Regions from separate parts of the Rattus norvegicus genome. Here region 2 is linked to region 1. Evidence: chromatin contacts called from public Hi-C data. All regions are on one chromosome and are shown on one strand. The core of a region is the stretch at or near the end of the contact, and the rest is flanking DNA. Distances in the headings are between cores, read along the strand shown.

Region 1 (2,700 bases), core at 67-2,566:
TACCGAGCGAGGCAGGGGAATTACCCTCTTTGGCTTTTCAGGGTTCCAGGGCACCAGGGGCTCTGTCTGTATATTTTTTGATCACATGGAAAAGGCAACCTACCCTCCGCAAGGCTAGCCTCCCTCCGGTTCAACTTGTCTCCTGAGCTCCCGCTTGCCTTCCTACTTTACACTCAGTCGCCCGCTTGGGGTCCAGCCGCGCCCTTCTGGCTTCAGACCACACAGCCGCCGCCCGCCCGGTCCCCTCCAGCACGTTTCCCCTCTTACCTCGGATCCGGTCTCCGTAGACCCCCAGTTGGACATTAACTCCAAGTGGCCCGAATCCCATCCAGGAGACCCATCCGGACCGCGGGCAGGAGCGCGGGGCCCCGCCCAGGAGGTCGGGAGCAAGAGCACGCAATCCAGGGGTCGCGCCGGGCAGCGAGGACACGCAGGAGGCGGCGGCCACCGTGTCAGCCGCCGCCGCCGCCGCCGCGAGGAGGGCGAAGGCTGCCGACACCTCGCACACCGGCCTCTTGGATCCCAAGAAGACTAAGTCTGAGCAGCTTCCCCTGCCTTGGCTGAGGGGTGGCACGGCTGCGCGCGCGGCGCTCTGGGCTGGAGCAGCACCGGGCCCGGGCGCTGCGGGTGGCTCCGAGGCAGTCGCCTCACTCTGCACCTCCTCGGGGCGCGGTGGCTGCGAGTACGAGGCGGGCCTGTCTGCGGATGCCGAAGTCTTGCCTGGAGATCCGAACGAGACACCACGTCAAACCGCGCCGGCAGTCCCTTGAAGACATGAGGGCGCCAGGAGCGCAGGCTGGTGGTGGAGAGCCCGGGCCAGAGGGCCGGGATTGGGGAGTGGGGGGCGCGGAACCGGGAGGGGGAAGGGAGGGGTCCGGCGGCAACGGCGGCCTGAGTGTGGGGGAGGGACGGAGATCCCGGGAAGAGGCACCGGAGCTGCGGGGGCGCAGTACGGGGTGCGAGTGGGTGACTCCGTGAGCCTCTCCCGGGGGTGCAGGAACCGCCTCGGGGCTCGCGCTTTCTAGCGGGGTAGATCCACAGGAACGCGCGCGGAGCTCGGCTCACAGCAGCCCAAGGGGGCAATCGCAACTTGGTGACGGCGTCCTGCGCTCCGAGGGAGGGCGCTCTGTCTGCTGGAGGCTACCTCGGGGCTTTCCTCGTCCCCTTCGAAGGCTGTCCTTCCTCCTCGAGTGTCGTGCCCTCCCGGTTTTCTGCAGGGCAGAAGGCAGTGGCGAGAAGACAAGCAGCCTGCCGAAGTTTTCCCAGCACCAAGAAGAAGCGCGGAACAGCCAGGAGAGGAGAACAGAGTGTTTGCCAGGGGACGCTGCAAGTGGGATGCATTTATAGAGCTCTCACTGAGTGACGTGCCCGCCAGTGGCTTTTCTGATTCGCTTTCTGACCTAAACACACATTAGTTTAGTCCCCATGCTAGGGCCAACACGGTCTCCAAATATCTGCTGGCTGAAGTCAGAGGCTTTGCATATCATGTATTAGATGGCAAGCAATGAAGAAGGCTTCTGAGGCTGGCCGGCTTCTCAGACTTAGGCTCCATTTCCATGCTGTTGTAACAGAACACCAGACGTGGGGTAGGCACATACATTCAAAATCAACAATTCCAGAGGCGTAAGATCACTTTATCAGGAAGGGGTCAGGGGAGGTAGGACAAAACCTGCCTTTGTTCAGAGTTTTTAAAACGTATTTGGGGAACCTAAGCAAGGACAGGACTGGGGGGCAGTTTCCAGCGGGACTCAGCTTTCCTTCCAGAGCTCTGAAAATGTGAGAGGCCAGACCTTTTCTACATTTCTTCTGTTGGTTAGCTGAACACCAGAAGCCAGGAGCCTTCTTTGTAGAAGACAAGAGGAGGACAAGTCCTTGCACACCCTGCATATGGCTGAACTGTAAATACGATCCATCCACATAGGCGTGGATTTCTTTCTTTCTTTGATAGATGCTAAATAAGGTACGTCTCTGCTAAGGGAAACCTGTTTACAGGAAGCCACCGGATCAGAATTTAGTAGGATCTCCTTAATTTTATTAGTTGGAGACTGTGAAAGCATAAACAGGCTCAATTTACATCTACACCCCTCTTCTTTTATGACTCATCCGGTTGTTGGGGAGTATGTGTTCTGGAAGAAGCTGAGACAATAGAAAGGGGTAAGGTGGGGGGAAGATCACATATTATTACAAGTACCCAGAGTCAAAGATCAGCCACTTGGGAGGCTCGTCAGCGAAGTTGGTGTGGGCGGTGAAATTGTTCTTCCTAACATCACTGTGAATGAGAGATTACACTGAGGGCAAACCAACTCTTCCAAACAACACCTCGCCAGCAAGCAGGATGCTTCTCGATGTCTGCAGAAAGTGATGGGCGCTTCCTTCTTTGATGCATGGTAGCAATGTGCGGGGGCTTAGAAACCAGCTGAGGGGAAAGCTTAATGTACCCATTTCCAGGTCAGCATGATTTTGGAATCCGAAGCTGACTTGAATCAGGGTTGTTGTTTTTTAAAATCATAAATTTGTTTTTCTCATTTTAAGGCTTTTTACTAGAGAGGCCCACAAAAACGCCCGAATTTATTTAGGTCTTGCTGTGTGCTAGACCTTGAGTACTGTGATGACCAGGTGAGGGGCTCCAAGGGACAGATGCCACTGAGTTAACTGTGGAAGGAAGGCTGACCGGAATCTCCACCACTCAGCCACGTGTCA
Region 2 (2,700 bases), core at 100-2,599, 300 kb before region 1:
CTACAGATGCTTACAAAAGCAAAAGCAAGGGACATTTAATCCGATAATTGGAGGAAGGTGGTAGGATCAAGGACTTGGTAAAGAGTTAGAGATTTCAGGACTCTGTGTCCTGAGGTCACTCACTGCACTGTATGGTTAGTGAAAATGATGAGATCAGAATAGAAAAGTTTTGGAAGTCATGCTAACATTTTGTTAAATTTGTACTTTTTTCTTTTGCCTTGCCTATGCTAAGCAACCACAGAGTTACAGCTTCATTTTATTAATAAATTTGTCTTTTACTCTAAGGACAATGGAAGCATTAGACCATCGTTATCATTTAAGATATACATATAAATGAACCATAGACGGAGACAGGAGTCTACTATTGGGACTCGGGGTTAACGTTATCAAAGAATTTTCATTCTTGAGTGGACAAGAAGGCTCAGTAGGAAAAGGTATTTTCTTCTAAGCTTGTGACCTGAGCTCCACCTCCAGAACCCACGTGGTAGAAGAATAGATCCGCAGGGCGTTCTCTGATCTCCACGTGCACACTTTCACATGCTTATACTACTTCCGTGATAAATAAGTACATGTGAAAATACTGGCTTGGTAACACACATCTTTAAAAGCAGCACTTGGGAGACAGAGGCAGATGTGTCTATGAGTTCCAGGCCACTTATGGGTTACATAGTGAGAGACTCTGACAAAAATCAATAATCAATCAATCAATCATTCAACCAAGTCTTTCTTTTAGACTTTAAAAATATAATAAATGACGTGCCATTAATTTATAGTATAGATTAGGAATCGAGTTGTACAGAAATCAAAATAAATTGGAAACACAGTCGTTATGTAGCACTAGGAACCCTTACTCAGTAAACAAGGCCAGCCTAGTCTGTGAAGTCTGTGACTGAGAGCAAGCGCTTTAAACATTCCTCACAACTCTTTTCAGTTTTCTGGCATTTTTCTCGGTGCTTTAGTCATACCTAGATACTGGTTTCTTAATTATACAGGGAAGATGGGCAACTGTGTAAGTTTCATCATGTACGTTAAGTACATTACGAATATAGATAAAAGTAGCAGGCAAATAAGATACCGTTGACTTCTCCTTAGAAATATGCAAAGACTTAGCTTGAGAACGGATCTGAAACAACCAAAAGTTTTTAGAGAACTCCTAAAATCTGCCCCTTCATAGCTTGAATTGGGGTGCGGTCTGGTCAGCGCGTTCCCTCCGCACCGCTAGGGGGCGAAGGTCTGAAAGCCTGCTTTCCCACGGAGCCCGGCCGCTCTTGGCGACGCGGTCTCGGTGACGACACTTCCTGTCAGGCTTGCCGGCAGTCGCGCGCGGCTGCATCTCTAGAGGTTGGGGGTTCGGGCAGCCATGGAGCACTCGGGGCCCAGCGAAGGTGGGTTCGGCGCGGCCAGCCGGGGTGGAAGGCTGGGCAGCCGGAGTGCCGCGCTGACGGGCGGTCTGTCTTTTCTTTCTTGCTACAGTGACAGGCGCTGACACGGCGGGACCCGACCCTCAGCTGGCGGTCACCATGGGCTTCACAGGATTCGGTGAGTGACAGCTCTGGGCAGAGCCCAGCCTAACTTTGCAGAGGGCTTACGAGTGGATGTTAGGGGAGCTGCCACTTTTGAGCGGCGCCTTCCGCCGTGCCAAATCCGAATTGCTTCGTTCCCATTTAAATAGTTGAGGCCAGTTCAGGTGACAGTTGGAAACCTTGACCGAAAGGGATTACTATCGTGATCCAGTTTGAGAAGGACATTTATTGGTGGGCATTAAATAATATTATGGTGCTTATTGAGTTTCTTCCCACTTCAGTGTTAGTGTATTCCCTAGTCATGGCAGGTTATTAGGTGACTGAAAAAAAAATCTCAAAAGACAATCATCTGTTAATATTAGTGCTAGCAAACATCACATGGAAATTGCCCTGTAATTTCTTTTGGGAACGAATGTCCCTCTGATGCATCTAGTTCTCATTCATTCGTTCATTCTTTCATTTATGCATCTACTTACTATCTTCTAGGACTCTAGGTAATGAATGAAGTATTTACTTTTTTAGAATTTCTTTTTTCTTCCTCCTCTTCTTTTTCCTCCTTTTGTTGTTGTTGTTGTTGAGACTTTTTTTTTTTTTTCTTTTGCGTAACAGCCCTGGCTGTCCTGGAACTCACTCTCTAGACCAGGCTGGCATCGAACTCATAGAGATACGTTTGTGTCTACCTCCCAAGTGCCGGAATTAAAGGCCTGAGCCACACCACCTGGTGGATTTTTAAAAGAAATGTATATATAAAGTTAGCTTTCTAAGTGAATGTTGCTTTATGTCTGTGCACCATATGCCTGCAGTACCCATGGAGGCCAGAAGAGGTCACTGGTTCCCATGGAACTGGAGTTACAGTGGTTGGGAGCCTCCTTGTGTGTCCTGGGAATGAAACCCATGCCCTCTGCAAGAGCGACAATGTTCTTAACTTGTGAATCACCTCTCCAGCCCCTCTTTTTCACTTCAGAAAGTTAGGAGAATTACAAAGAAAAAGAAGTCAAAGCTTCAAATTCAATCTGTTTTTCAGATTTCCTGGTGCATATCAAAATTCAGTATCATACTTATAAGTAAACATTGTTCTTTAAGACAGTGCAGATTTTCATGTATTGTATTCTTCCAAAACATGATTTTATTTTTGGTAGTAGTGGGACTCACTGGGTTCGGTCCCCAGCTCCAAAAA

Evidence for each region. Hi-C and Micro-C count contacts between places; a contact is called where the count stands out from the background.
Region 2: a contact with region 1 is called in a Hi-C map of Schwann cells, with 5 times the contacts expected there. The contact joins the promoter of Wdr70 here to the promoter of Gdnf in region 1. A contact is called at or near these places in 3 of 12 Hi-C or Micro-C datasets (the Rat2 cell line, Schwann cells and mammary epithelial cells).

What each region holds. Positions count from the first base shown.
Region 1 is chr2:58,619,943-58,622,642 of GRCr8, reverse strand. It overlaps Gdnf (glial cell derived neurotrophic factor), which reads right to left and starts at 1,316. Exons shown (of 3, transcript NM_019139.2): 1 at 268-1,316. The coding sequence starts at 328.
Region 2 is chr2:58,917,108-58,919,807 of GRCr8, reverse strand. Wdr70 (WD repeat domain 70) reads left to right here and starts at 1,349. Exons shown (of 18, transcript NM_001013909.1): 1 at 1,349-1,385; 2 at 1,474-1,539. The coding sequence starts at 1,361.